2 separate regions of the Macaca mulatta genome follow, and region 1 is linked to region 2. A link is a contact called in public Hi-C data. All regions are on one chromosome and are shown on one strand. Each heading gives the region's core, a stretch centred on a gene start, on an enhancer-like site or on the middle of the called end of the contact. The rest is flanking DNA. Distances are from core to core; before and after follow the strand shown. Region 1 holds the start of TRAF7 (TNF receptor associated factor 7). Region 2 holds the start of ZNF598 (zinc finger protein 598, E3 ubiquitin ligase).

What was found. Hi-C and Micro-C count contacts between places; a contact is called where the count stands out from the background.
Region 1: a contact with region 2 is called in a Hi-C map of CD4 T cells, with 4 times the contacts expected there. The contact joins the promoter of TRAF7 here to the promoter of ZNF598 in region 2. A contact is called at or near these places in 3 of 14 Hi-C or Micro-C datasets (CD4 T cells, fetal cortex germinal zone and liver).

The regions. Positions count from the first base shown.
Region 1 is chr20:3,382,767-3,389,678 of T2T-MMU8v2.0, forward strand. TRAF7 (TNF receptor associated factor 7) reads left to right here and starts at 4,484. Exons shown (of 21, transcript NM_001261227.2): 1 at 4,484-4,547. LOC106994912 (a long non-coding RNA gene) reads right to left here and starts at 4,050. Exons shown (of 2, transcript XR_001441598.3): 1 at 3,832-4,050; 2 at 3,484-3,605. LOC114674502 (small nucleolar RNA SNORD60) reads right to left here and starts at 3,794; the gene lies at 3,712-3,794. It overlaps RAB26 (RAB26, member RAS oncogene family), which reads left to right. Exons shown (of 9, transcript XM_077985323.1): 3 at 261-302; 4 at 388-454; 5 at 554-606; 6 at 1,512-1,577; 7 at 1,681-1,737; 8 at 1,834-1,910; 9 at 2,009-2,824. The coding sequence ends at 2,111.
Region 2 is chr20:3,230,304-3,238,015 of T2T-MMU8v2.0, forward strand. ZNF598 (zinc finger protein 598, E3 ubiquitin ligase) reads right to left here and starts at 2,005. Exons shown (of 11, transcript XM_077985110.1): 1 at 1,727-2,005. It overlaps LOC144337811 (a long non-coding RNA gene), which reads left to right and starts at 2,147. Exons shown (of 3, transcript XR_013411403.1): 1 at 2,147-2,523.

The DNA.
Region 1 (6,912 bases), core at 3,234-5,733, 150 kb after region 2:
GGCCTGGTGGGGTCCTGAGTTCAAATAAGTCAGCACAAGAGCTGCGGGGAGAGGCCCGCACTTGCGGGTGTGGGTGAGGCCAAATTGGTTTAAGGGAACCCTGCAGGGGCTGGGCTGGACCTGGGAGCTGGGAGGTCTTAGGGGACGGGAAGCTGGGCGGGAAGGAGAGCCATGGGACTCTGAGGGGGTGGTAGTGAGGCTAGTGGGGATAGAGGCTGGGCCCGGCCCTTGCCAGAGCTGCCTGGTTCTGTCTGTTTCAGAACAAAGTTCTGGACGTGGATGGTGTGAAGGTGAAGCTGCAGGTAAGGTGACTGGCAGAGGGCAAGCTGGGGGACAGGTGATGCCAGGGAGGGGCTGGACAGCCTGACCAGTGCCTGTTCGCTGCAGATGTGGGACACAGCTGGTCAGGAGCGGTTCCGCAGTGTTACCCATGCCTACTACCGTGACGCTCATGGTGAGCCCCTAGCTACCTGGGCTGGTTGGGGGGGCAGGGGCGGGTCTGAGCACCTGAGGGTGCAGGTGATGGTGGATGTCCTCACTGCCCTGTCCCCAGCTCTGCTGCTGCTCTACGATGTGACCAACAAGGCCTCCTTTGACAACATCCAGGTCAGTGGCCTTCCCGGTGGGGTGAAAGGGCCCTGATACGGCCTGACCCACCCCAACCTCCTTCTGGTAGATGACATCAGGGTTCCAAAGGACCCCACTGAGAGTAGGGGGAGGGAAATGACAGCCTTCTGGGCTGGAGGTGGCCCAAGTAGACCTGAGTGCCATTCCAGCTCCCTCAACAGGACCCTTTGCATAAGGGACCTGTAAGGTGGGCTTCCCTAAGTGATACACGGGGGGTTATCACTTCTAAAGACAGGTATCCTGGCCAGGCATGGTGGCTTACCCGAGGTCAGGCGTTTGAGACCAGCCTGGCCAACATGGTGAAACCCCATCTCTACTAAAAATACAAAAATTAGCCGGGTGTGGTGACACACACCTGTAATCCCAGCTCCTCAGGAGGCTGAGGTTACAGTGAGTCAAGACTGTGCCACGGCACTCCAGCCTGGACGACAGAGCCTGGACGACAGAGCAAAACTGTCTCAAAAAAATAAAATGGGCCGGGCATGGTGGCTCACACTGTAATCCCACCACCTTGGGAGGCCGAGGTGGGCAGATCATGAGGTCAGGAGTTGGAGACTGGCCTGGCCAACATGGTGAAACCCCTTCTCTACCAAAGATACAAAAAATTAGTTGGGTGTGGTGGTGCATACCTGTAATCCCAGCTACTTGGGAGGCTGAACCCTCCTAAGGTTCTCTGAACCCGAGGAGAATAGCTTGAACCCAGGAGATGGAGATTGCTTCATTGCACTCCAGCCTGGGCAACAGGGGAAGACTGTCTCAAAAAAAAAAAAAAAAAAAAGATGAAATAGACAGGTGCCCTGTACAGTGTGACCTGGAGGACCAAAGTTCTGGGGCATGGGGCAAGCCATGGAGGGAGCCCCAGCCTCGTCTGCTGCCTCCCACAGGCCTGGCTGGCCGAGATCCATGAGTATGCCCAGCACGACGTGGCGCTCATGCTGCTGGGGAACAAGGTGGGAGGCCCGGTTGTCCTCACCTGGGTCACAGGGCAGGGCAGGTGAGGGGGCAGGGGCCAACCATGGGCCAGCTGTCACCAAGACCCTGTGCCTGGGCCAGGTGGACTCTGCCCATGAGCGTGTGGTGAAGAGGGAGGACGGGGAGAAGCTGGCCAAGGTGAGTCAAGGCAGGGGGGTGGTGAGGGGTTGCCCCTGGAGGCCACGAGCCTGGGCTGTCCCCGCCAGGCCACCACCTGGCAGCAGCTGTTTACAGGAGTATGGGCTGCCCTTCATGGAAACCAGCGCCAAGACGGGCCTCAACGTGGACTTGGCCTTCACAGCCATAGCAAAGTAAGTCCTGCCAGTCACCAGGGCTCCCCCAGCACAGGGCCTAAACCCTCTTATTGGAGTCCAGGTCATCGTGTCCCCTTGTCACCCCCACTCCGCAGGGAGTTGAAGCAGCGCTCCATGAAGACTCCCAGCGAGCCACGCTTCCGGCTGCACGATTACGTTAAGAGGGAGGGTCGCGGGGCCTCCTGCTGCCGCCCTTGAACCTGGCTGAGCTCAGTCCTCTGGAGGAAGCCGCCCAACCCCCAGAAGACTGGACAGTCTCCAGGCCCTTCTGACTTTGTTGCCCAGTGGCCAATACCAGTGTCTGTTTCCAGGAGCCCCAGGTCAAGCCTTGCTCCTTCCTCCTCCCAGCAGCAGTCCCAACAAGCAGGCTTCTGACAGCCCGTGGCCCGCACACTGGCCACCGTGGAAAAGCAGCCTTCTGCACGGGAGGGGGCGCGGCATGTGGACAGACTTTGCCACGGTGCTCTGCTGCCCCCTCCTGGGCACACCCAGGTGAGGGAGGGCTGGGGCTGGCACCACGCACAGTGCCTAACCCTAGAAAAGCCATGTCTTCACCCGCACACTGCTCAGGCAGGTCAGGGAGGTCGCCTGCCCACGCCTGGGACAGAGGGCTTCACTGCTAATCACATCGTGCATCTGTGTGTCCTGGGACCTACCTGCTCCCAGTCCACCCTCTAGGAGGCTCTGGCTCAAACAGCAACAGGGTTTTCCTCAGTGACCTTGGAGGATGCCTGTGGCCTTGTGATAAAACGTGGGAAATCACAGAAACGCCAGAAAACAACAAATGCCAGCCCAGCCTGGCCACAGCTGAGGTCTGTGATTTCCCAGCACGCTCCACCTTGCACTCAACTTGGCCTGTTGATCGCAAGCCTTTGTTTTCAGTCCTAGTGAATAAAGTTGTGTTTTCTGAAGCGTCTGTCTCATGTATTGAAAAAAATCCACTTCTAGAGCAGATGCTAGAGCTTGAGAGACTCAGCAGGGCCCAGAACCGTCAGCAGGTGTGTGGTTATCACTCCCCCATGGCTGAGGCCTCCCTAGAGAGGAACATGGGAACCCTAGGTGGTGTCAACTTCCCTCCACAGATCTCAAAGGCTTTTTTGGACTCACCCTGGGGCAAAGGCATGAAAAACAGTATTTGGCTGGGTGTGGTGGCTCACACCTGCAATCCCAGCACTTTGGAAGGCTGAGGCGGGTGGATGACCTGAGGTCAGGGGTTTGAGACCAACCTAACACGGAGAAACCCCGTCTCTACTAAAAATACAAAATTAGTTAGGCATGGTGGTAGGCGCCTGTCATCCCAGTTACTTAGGCGGCTCAGGCAGGAAAATCGCTTGAGGCGGTGGTTGTGCCATCGCACTTCAGCCTGGGAAACAAGAGTGAAACTGTCTAAAAAAAAAAAAAAATTACGGGCAGAAATGGCGAAGGCAATCCCAAGAGATGGAAAGTCACTGGTAACGAGTTTCCGTTCCGTTTTCATGTCTGTGCACTTTCCCAAGATTGCCTGTGGATAAGCCAGACCTCCGGGGTGCCAGAAGAATAGGAAAATAAAGACACTTGAGAGAAAACCGAATCAACTCACTACCTTTGCTTTATTGCTAAGCACTTCAATCGCCACAACGCCCACCTTACCGCTCGGCCCTCCGGATTGAGGTTTACTTAGGTTCAAAATTTGCAGCCGGCTGGCGACGAAACCTGAAAGTCAGACAGCGCCAAAACGTAGACATAAGTCCCCACTCCCTCGTTTCGGGGAACACTTGTTTCCATTCTCAGCCCGTCTCCGTCAAGAGTGAGCACCCCCAAGCCTCAGTCTTGCAAAATAATCAGACTGCACGTGCAGTTTTCATACGAGGTGTCAGAAGTCAAAGCAATTCATCACAGGCTTGGAGAATAGGGGAACCCAGACCCGGCCCAGTCTTACCTGCAGGTAGCTGAGGGTCTGAGATTCAGGAAGAAACGTTTAAACACTAAGGGACAAAGTGGAGCCTAGGCCAAGGCTGGACGCCCGGGGACCAGGCCGGCCTGCAGCTTTCAGGCCGCCCTCAAAGCCACGCTCGTGGCCCAGTTCTTCCCTGGATCTTAGCACATGGCGTACGCATTAACACAACCCTCCAGCTTCGCACTCGACCGCAAAAGAAAGGAGGCGCGCGAGGCTCAAGCTTTTATAGAAACTTTCCCACCTCTGTCATTGGGCTATCCTGGCGGAAGTGCCCGCCTTCCCCTGACGCTGGTACGCCCCGCTCCCTACCGCGTTGTTTCCATCAATCGTACCGTGGCATTTCTTTTGGCAGCGGTCTCTCGGACCCAGAACCGAAGCTCCTCCCTTATGCAGAGTCCGTAAAGCCTAACAGTGAGTGACGGATGAGCAAAGCCAATCAGACATCAACCTGCAACATAGAGTGATTCTGAAGCCGCCAATCCCGCCCCGTGACGACGAGGCCGCCGGAAGTCGTAGTTTCGGAAATGCCGCGCATGAGGCAGCCGACCGGGCCCCGAGAGGTGGGGAACTACAAGTCCCGGCGGGCGCAGCGGCCGAGCGCTTCCGGCTCGCGCGTCCCGTCCCTTTCCCGGCCGGCGGCCGAGGGGGCATCATGAAGCGGGCTGGCAGTGCTGCCGCTCCCGGGCGGCCGCGGGCGGGTGAGTGTCCCCGCGGCGCGCCCGACCCGGAGCTCGCGCCTCGGGGCCGCGCAGTGGGGCGGGATCGGGCGCGTCGAGGTCGAGGCGAGGCGAGGCGAGGGGTCGGGCGGGGGGGGGGCGGGGCTGAGACGGTCGGGGTCGGGGTCCGGGTCCGGGTCGGGGTCGGAGTCCGCGTCGCTGTCCGTCCGCCTGTCAGTTGTCCGTCCCTCGCTCCGTCGTGTTCTCGCGCGTTCTTTACTCATTCCTTTTTCCTGCATTCCCCGAGCCGCCCGGGTGCCAGGCACTGTTCTGGCCGCCGGGAGACTGCGGAGAACACGGTCCCAGTTCTCCTGTGATCGGCATCTGCTGCAGGGTTCCCCAACCTCCGCACCATCGACCACGCGGTCCGGGTCGCTCTTTGCTGCGGGGGGCTGCCCTGTACATTGTAGGATGTGGAGCAGCCTGCCTGGCTCCTGGCCGCTAGATACCAGTAAACACCCGCTCTTCCTCAATTGCGATAACAAATGTCTCCTGCGGGACAACTCCCCCTTATTCCCGGTCTAGACAGACATGGTGGTGGGATGGACAAGAGATAGTCAAAATCGTGGGGAGCGGCGGTATGTGCTGTGAAAGAAAGAAAGAGGGTGCTGAAAAAGTGAGTACTGGTCGGGGGTGCGGGCGGCGCTACCGTTAGCCAAAGGCCTGATGGAGAAGCAGCCAGTCCCGGGACGTGCAGGAGGAGCGTTCCAAGAAGAGGGAGTCCGATGTACAAAGGCCTGGGGTGAGAAGGGGCCTGACGCACCCCAGCAAGCCCTGGCAAGTGGAGAGGCGAAGTCGATGAGGCCGGACCAGGTTCACAGAGTGCATGGCGGGGGTGGGGGCGGGGTTATTGTGCTTTCAAATGACTTGGGGTTGAGGAAGCGCTGGAGAGGCGGGTCCGATCTAGGTCCGGTAAAGAGCTTTCTAGCAGTTTGTGGACCACAGACTTCGGAGCTCACTGGGGAAGCAGGAGAGAGGGAGGCTAGGCCATCGTCTCCTAATCCCCACTGGGGTCCAGCTGTCAAGATATGGTTGTCTTGAGCCAGGCCAGAGTGGTCAGCTGGGGCTGAGTCTGGAGTCCAGGAGAGGGGCCTGCTGGATCCCACCCTGCTCTTCGGGGTGGAGGGCTGCTTGCTTGCTCAGGAATTTCACGCCGCCCAGCCTGTCTGCCCTCCTTTCTCACCACCCCTCCGACCCCTTCCTGGGCACACACAGGCCCCCTAGCCCTCGCCACGTGAGGAGCCTCCCTTTTCCTCATTCCTTCTCTTTGGGCTTCTCCCTTCCTAGACCCCTTTCCTGTGCCTCTCTATTGGGAATATCCTGACTTCACTGCTCTGGGCATTCATAGTTCTCTGTGGAAGCCCCGGGCCCCGTGTCCTGATGGGGAGCAGTGGTATGGGTAGCCTGGTCGAGGGAGGGGAGGGGCCAGGAGTCGGCACCCCAACCTGATGCCTCAACCTGAGGGTCTCTAGTGAAGTGACTTCCACCGTAGCCCACTGGGGCCAAGTGTCACGATATTTCTGGAAGTGAATGGAAAAGTTCAGGGTCTTTGGCACCCACCGAAAAGTGCCTTTGGCAGATTGAGTGGCGATTGGTGGGGCTCCTGCCCCTCCGTCTGCCTGTGTCCCCCACCAGGTTCCTAGCTCCTCCCAGGTCAGATTCGCGTTCAGCCATCACATGTCCCCACCCTCCCGCATAGGGCCTGGCACCCCATGGTTGGTGTGACTCTCGGCCAGCTGGATGGACAAGGAATGAGCAGTTTGGGGAAAGGAGGAAGATGCGGTTGAAGGGCCTCCTGGCCAGGAAGCATGGGCAGCCTGGCTCTGGGATGCAGCCGCTCCCTGCCTTGGCATGGGACTGGCTCAGGCACTGCCAGGGCTCTGGATATGTGGTAGCTGTGGACGAAGCAGAAGGAATGGGACTCTGGTCACCACGACACAGCCTGGGCCGGCCTCTCCGCCTTCCTCAGTCTCCATGGTCTGCTCAGCAGAGGAGCTACTGTCTGGGGCGCCTTCCCTCTTGACAGGTGCATCTTCTCTTGGCTCCTTCCAGACGAGGGTCCGGCTCTACTCCAGTTTTCGAGAAACTGGAGGCTGGGAGGGCAGGTACACAGCTGTAAAGTGGCAGAAATGGAATTTGAACCGAGCTCTGTCTGAGCCCAGTGCCCGTTGCTTTGACCATGGTGTCACAGCATCTCCTGGACCGACGCCCTGCGGGATCAGGGAGGGCATGTGGGGAGGGCCGAGAACTGTTGGCTGCGTGTGTCTCGGTCTGGCCTTCTCGGTGGGTGGGCACCGAGGACTTCACCAGGCCCTCTGTGTGGCTCATGTGGGAGGAACCTGTGGAG
Region 2 (7,712 bases), core at 755-3,254:
CTGGAGGGTGTGGGGCTACAAGGAATGAGAGCAGGCAGAGGCTGCCGGAGTAAGCACACGCAGATGTTCACTCATGTCTTGCATCAGACCTGCAGCCTGGACCGGAACCTCACGTGCCAAGAACTCCTTAGCGTCTTCTTTCCAGAAGGAAGCTACAGGTGTGCCAGGAAGCCTGGCTGTTGGAGAGTGAGGTCATAGTACGAAGGACTGGCTGGCAAGGCAGGCTCTGGCAAAGCCAGGAAGCGCCCTGAGGAAGCCATGGGCCAAGGTTCTCCGTGACTGTTCCGGCACCCCAGATCTCCCCGGGGTCTGGGTCAGCCTCCTTCTGTCACATGACAGACTGACAGCATCTCCAAATGTCTTTTTCCAAAAACGGCACAGGATAGATGCTCACAAATTGCTCAGAGAATTTCAGCGTCTCTTCAGCTCCTTTGATGTAAAGGTCTACTTATAAAAAACAAAGAAAAGGAAAAAAAGAAAGAACCTATCCTTCGGCCGGGCGCGGTGGCTCAAGCCTGTAATCCCAGCACTTTGGGAGGCCGAGACGGGCGGATCATGAGGTCAGGAGATCGAGACCATCCTGGCTAATACGGTGAAACCCCGTCTCTACTAAAAAAAAAAAATACAAAAAACTAGCCGGGCGAAGTGGCGGGTGCCTGTAGTCCCAGCTACTCGGGAGGCTGAGGCAGGAGAATGGCGTGAACCCAAGAGGAGGAGCTTGCAGTGAGCTGAGATCCGGCCACTGCACTCCAGACTGGGTGACAGAGCGAGACTCCGTCTCAAAAAAAAAAAAAAAAAGAAAGAACCTATCCTTCAATACTGTTCTGCATCACTTCTGAGAAGAGGAAAGTTAGATTCCTGACAGATGCCACCAGCTGAATGAAGTCTTCTCTGAACAAACCGGGGGAATTTCACAATGCTGGAAGCAAACAAATCTCTAAGCTCAGCAAACCAAGGGGCTCCAGCCAGGTGCCCACAGTCAGCAGCTGGCAGTGCAGTGAGGGTGGAGGAACGCTGCATGGTACCCTCTGACCCCTCCAGGACTTCCAAGTCTGTACAGTCAAAAATGTCTCCCATTCACTGTGGAGATGAGCGCCAAAGGGGGCGGCGGCGAGGAGGACGAAAACTTCCTAACACTTTTCTACCTTCCCGCCAAGAACCGGGAGGGGGCCTTCCCCTCTGGTGGGCAGGTGTCCTTCCGAGGCTAGTGTCACCTCCACTCCACAGAGGAAAACGTCAGTCTCGGAAGGAGTTTGCTCAGGGTCACCCAATGGGGGCCCTGAAACACAGCTGGGCTGAGAATGCCCAGAGTTTGACGCCCTGCTTCCAGGACGGGTGGCCTCCGGAGGGTCCCCCTTGCCTTGTTTCCTCCATCCGAATGGAGGCCCCTGGGAAATCAACTCCCGAAGACGAGCAGATCACCGAGTTCTCCATCTCATCAGGCCCCTTCCTGAGGCCCGACAGGAACCCCCAGGACACGGGGTAAGCCCCCAGGCTGTCCCCACAGGGCTTGCCCACTCCTCCAACCCGCTCGGCAGCCTCCGGCCTCCCAGCCCCAACGCCCCGCCGTCCTCCGCACGGCCGGGACCCCGCCCTGGGTGGCCCCACCAGGCCTCTCTCGGAAGCCGGCGCCGCCGGGCCCACGGCCGGACCTCAGTAAGGCAAAGTCCCCTTCCCGCTGCCGGGAGCCCCGCCACCCCCCGGTCGCGCCCCCGGCGCCCCGCACCTGGCGCAGCTCCTCGCGGCACACGGCGCAGTAGCGCTGCTCGCACAGCACCCGCATCTTGGTGGAGCAGCGGTAGCACACCGGGTGGTCGCAGCGGCCTAGCGCCGTGGCCTCCAGGTCTCCGCAGCATAGCACGCAGCTCCCGCCGCCCCGCTCAGGAGCCGCCACCGCAGCCGCCTCCAGGGCCGCGCGCCGCCCCTCGGCGACCCCCGCAGCAGCCATGGTCCGGGCTCCGGACCTCTCTCGGCCGGCGCGGCGCCGCGCGGCCTGGCTCCCGGCGGGCCCGCCCCTTCCGGGCCAACGTCACCGCCCCGCCCAGCAACGGGCCCGCCCGGCGGAAGTGTGCGTGGCGACTTCCGCCTTAGCGAGGTGCCGGCTAGAGCGGTGGTCCTCATAGCGGCCGCTCTAGCCCGAGCCGACAGCTTGGAGGTCCGCGCCGCCAGCTCGGCCAGGCAGCCAGCCCCGTGCTCCTCTGGGCCGCGCGTGTCATGTCAATCCTCGCCGGGCTTCACGGAGTGGCGTTCAAATCACTACATGAAAGACAACTCGAAAGGCAGCACGTGGTGACGTCCATCTCGCAGCCCAGGGAAGTCTCGCCAGTCCTGCCGAGAAGGGGCCTCTGGAAGGCAGGAACGGAACGTGTCCTCTTTACACTGGGCCCCTCACAGGGCGTGTTTGGATGGATGCTACAGTACGGGGCCTCCTCCCTACCCTTGGGGGCCAGGCACACTCAGGACCTCCCTCCCACTGCCATCCAGAAGGCTGGTCCAGATCTAAACCCTACTGGAAAAGAGGCAGTATGTTATATAAACGAGCCTGAACTTTACTTATTTGTTTATTTGAGACAGGGTCTTGCTCTAGCTGTAACACAGTGAGTGGTACGATCACAGCTCACTGAGGCTTCAACCTTCTGGGCTCAAGTGATCCATGCCCAGTGAGCTTGGACTTTAGAAACGACAGAAAGGGGCTTGAAACCCCAATTCTGCCACTTGAAAAAAGCTGCCGGGCACAGTAGCTCAAGCCTGTCATCCCAACACTTTGGGAGGCTGGGGTGGGTGGATCACCTGAGGTCGGGAGTTCGAGACCAGCCTGACCCACATGGAGAAACCCCGTCTCTACTGAAAATACAAAAAATTGGCCGGGTGTGGTGACGCATGCCTGTAATCCCAGCTACTCTGGAGGCTGAGGCAGGAGAATTGCTTGAACCCAGGAGGGGAGTTTGTGGTAAGTTGAGATTGCGCCATTGCACTCCAGCCTGAGCAACAAGAGCGAAACTCCGTCTCAAAAACAAAACAAAACAAGAAAACAGAAAAAAACACACAAAAATTAACCGGGCATCGTGACATGCACCTGTAGTTGCAGCCACTTGGGAGGTTGAGGCACAAGAAACGCTTGATCCCGGGAGGCAGAGGTTGCAGTGAGCAGAGATTATGCCCCTGCACTCCAACCTGGGCAACAGAGTGAGACTCGATCTCAAAAAAAAAAAAAAAAAAGAAAAGAAAACTGGGAAAAGTTATTGTAAGGATGTAAGAAGTTCAACATATCTTGGAGTATTTAGGAAAAATAACAAATGTATATAGAAAGACAAGCAAAGAAAATAAGACAGCTATCAATGAGAAAGGAAATGTAAATAGTACACTACTTGGTTCAGTAGAAAATATTTACATAGTTTTTGCTAATTCTATATAAATATTAATCTTTCAGGTTTTTGTTTTTTTTTTTTTTTTTTTTTTTTTGAGACAGGGTCTTGCTCTGTCATCCAAGCTGAAGTCCAGTGCTATGATCATGGCTCACTGCAACCTTGAACTCCTGGGCTCAAGGGATCCTCCTTCTTTAGCCTCCCATGTAGCTAGAATTACAGGAGTGTGCCACCATGCCTCTCTAATTTTTAACATTTTTTGGTAGAGCTGGGGTTTTGCCATGTTGCCCAGGCTGGCCTCGAACTCCTGGCCTCAGGTAATCCTCCCACCTCGGCCTCCCAAAGTGCTGAGATTACAGGTACGAGCCACCCACGCCTGACTGATTAATGGTTTCACCAAACTTTGCGATGGAGTCATATTAGGAGGACGCAGAGAGGAGAAATAAGGGGATTGGGTTTCAAGAGAGCCAAAGCTTCATTTCATTTAGTGGGAAGCTATTTGATGTTGCCTGAGATGGCTAAATCAAGAAACAGCAGTTTATAATGAAAGTCGGCCATCTTCAATGGAGGGGAGGGTATTTTTTGTCTCCAGGAGGTGTTTGGAAGTGTCTGGAGCCATGTTTGGTTGTCACAGCGGGGCGTGCCTGGCATCTAATGGTGTATTAATTTCCCAAGGTTGCCATAAAAAATGGCCACTGGAGGCCAGGCGCGGTGGCTCACACCTGTAATCCCAGCACTTTGGAGGCCGAGGCTAGCGGATCACCTGAGGTCGGAAGTTCGAGACCAGCCTAACCAGCCTGACCAACATGGAGAAACCTCATCTCCACTAAAAATACAAAATGAGCTGGGCGTGGTGGTGCATGTCTGTAATCCCAGCTACTCGGGAGGCTGAGGCAGGAGAATCACTTGAACCCGGGAGACGGAAGTTGTAGTGAGCTGAGATCGCATCATTGCACTCCAGCCTGGGCAACAAAGAGGGAAACTCTGTCTCAAAAAAAAAAAAAAGGCCGCCGGGCGCGGTGGCTCAAGCCTGTAATCCCAGCACTTTGGGAGGCCGAGACGGGCGGATCACGAGGTCAGGAGATCGAGACCATCCTGGCTAACACAGTGAAACCCCGTCTCTACTAAAAAATACAAAAAACTAGCCGGGCAAGGTGGCGGGCGCCTGTAGTCCCAGCTACTCGGGAGGCTGAGGCAGGAGAATGGCGTAAACCCAGGAGGCACAGCTTGCAGTGAGCTGAGATCCGGCCACAGCACTCCAGCCTGGGCGACAGAGCCATCCGTCTCAAAAAAAAAAAAAAAGAAACCCGGAAGGCGGAGCTTGCAGTGAGCTGAGATCCCGCCACTGCACTCCAGCCTGGGCGACAGAGTGAGACTCCATCTCAAAAAAAAAAGGCCACGGACCAGGCGTGGTGGCTCATGCCTGTAATCCCAGCACTTTGGGAGGCCAAGGCGGGCGGATCACGAGGTCAGGAGATTGAGACCATCCTGGCTAACACAGTGAAACCCTGTCTCTACTAAAAATACAGAAATAAATTAGCCAGGAGTGGTGGCGGGCTCCTGTAGTCCCAGCTAGTCGGGAGGCTGAGGCAGGAGAATGGCGTGAACCCGGGAAGTGGAGCTCGCAGTGAGCCAAGATTGAGCCACTGCACTCCAGCCTGGGCAACAGAGTGACACTCCGTCTCAAAAAAAAAAAAAAGAACAAAAAGGGCTACAAATTTGGCTTAAAACACACAAATGTATTATCTTTAGTTCTGGAGTCCAGATTCTAACATGGGTCGCACTGAGCTAAAATCAGGTGTCGGGATCACTGTATTCCTGTCTGAAGTTTCCAGAGGAGAATCTGCCTCCTTGCCTTTTCCAGCTATTAGACGCTTCCTGAACCCCTTGACTCATGGCCACTTTCTATCTTCCAGACTTGACTCTGGGATAGGCCAGTGGTCCAACACTCTAATCTCTACTTACTTCTTTTTTTTTTTTTTTTTTTTTTGAGATGGAGTCTCTGTCGCCCAGGCTGGAGTGCAGTGGCGCAATCTGGGCTCACTGCAGCCTCCACGTCCCAGGTTCAAGCGATTCTCCTGCCCCAGCCTCCGGAGTAGCTGGGACTATGGGCGCCTGCCACCATGCCCGGTTCTCCTGCCCCAGCCTCCGGCATAGCTGGGACTATGGGCGCCAGCTACCATGCCCGGATAATTTTTGTATTTTATTTTATTTGTTTTTGAGTCAGAGTCTTGCTCTGTCACCCAGGCTGAAGTGCAGTGGGACAATCTCAGGTCACTGCAACCTCTGCCTCTTGGGTTCAAGCGATTCTCCCGCCTCAACCTCCGGAGTAGCTGGGATTACAGGCATGCACTACCACACCTGGCTAATTTTGCATTTTGGTACAGGGTTTCTCCATGTTGATCAGGCCGGTCTCAAACTCCCGACCTCGGGTGATCCACCCACCTCGGCCTCCCTAACTGCTGGGATTACAGGCGTGAGCCAATGTGTCTGACCCATTTTTGTATTTTTAGCAGCGACGGGGTTTCACCAGATTGGCTAGGCTGGTCTTGAACTCTTTTTTTTTTTTTTTTTTGAGACGGAGTCTGGCTCTGTCGCCCAGGCTGGAGTGCAGTGGCCAGATCTCAGCTCACTGCAAGCTCCGCCTCCCGGGTTTACGCCATTCTCCTGCCTCAGCCTCCGGAGTAGCTGGGACTACAGGCGCCCGCCACCTCGCCCGGCTAGTTTTTTGTATTTTTTAGTAGAGACGGGGTTTCACCGTGTTAGCCAGGATGGTCTCGATCTCCTGACCTCGTGATCCGCCCGTCTCGGCCTCCCAAAGTGCTGGGATTACAAGCCTGAGCCACCGCGCCCGGCCTTTTTTTTTTTTTTTTTTTTTGGAGACGGAGTCTCGCTCTGTCGCCCAGGCTGGGGTGCAGTGGCCGGATCTCAGCTCACTGCAAACTCCGCCTCCCGGGTTCACGCCATTCTCCTGCCTCAGCCTCCCGAGTAGCTGGGACTACAGGCGCCCGCCACCTCGCCCGGCTAGTTTTTTGTATTTTTTAGTAGAGACGGGGTTTCACCGTGTTAGCCAGGATGGTCTCGATCTCCTGACCTTGTGATCCGCCCGCCTCGGCCTCCCAAAGTGCTGGGATTACAGGCGTGAGCCACCGCGCCCGGCCTCGAACTCTTGATGTCAGGTGATAAGCCTGCCTCAGCCTCTGAAAGTGCTAGGATTACAAGCATGAGCCACCATGCCCAACCAAATTTTTGGAATTTTTAGCAGAGACAGGGTTTCACCATGTTGGCCAGGCTAATCTTGAACTCCTGAGCTCAGGGGATCCATCCGCCTCAGCTTCTCAAAGTTCCGGGACTACAGGTCTACTTCCGTCTTCATCCCAATTCCCTCACTGACTTCACCTCCCTCTCCCACCCTTAAGAGCCCTTGCAATTACAGTGGGCCTATCTGGATAAACCAGGCTAATCTGCTTCTATTTTTTTTGTTTTGTTTTGCTCCGCCTCCTGGGTTCATGCTATTCTCCTGCCTCAGCCTCCCGAGTAGCTGGGACTACAGGCGCCTGCCACCACACCCGGGTAATTTTTTTTGTGTTTTTGTAGAGATGGAGTTTCACTGTGTTAGCCAGGATAGTCTTGATCTCCTAATCTTGTGATCTGCCCACCTCAGCCTCCCAAAGTGCTGGGATTACAGGCATGAGCCACCGCGCCCTTTTTTTTTTTTTTTAGATGGAGTTTCGCTCTTGTTGTCCAGGCTGGAGGGCAATGGCCCAGTCTCAGCTCACTGCAACCTCCGCCTCCTGGGTTCAGGCAATTCTCCTGCCTCAGCCTCCCGAGTGGCTGAGATTACAGGCATGTGCCACCGTGCCCGGCTAATTTTGTAATTTTCCTAGAGATGGGGTTTCTCCATGTTGGTCAGGGTGAACTTCCGACCTCAGGTGATCTGCCTGTCTCGGCCTCCCAAAGTGCTGGGATTACAGGTGTGAGTCACCGCGCCTGGCTGCTAATCTGCTTCTATTAAAGCCAGCTGGCCTGGCGTGGTGGCTCACGCCTGAAATCTCAGCACTTTGGGAGGCCGAGGTGGGAAGATCACCTGAGGTCATGAGTTCGAGACCAGCCTGACCAACATGATAAAACCTCGTCTGTACTACAAATAAAAAAATTAGATGGGCACTGTGGGTCAGGCCCATAATCCCAGCACTTTGGGAGGCTGAGGCAGGCAGATCACTTGAGGTCAGGAGTTTGAGACCAGCCTGGCCAACATGGTGAAACCCCATCTCTACTAATCATACAAAAATTAACCGGGCATGGTGGTGGGCGCCTATAATTACAGCTACTTGGGAGCCTGAGGCA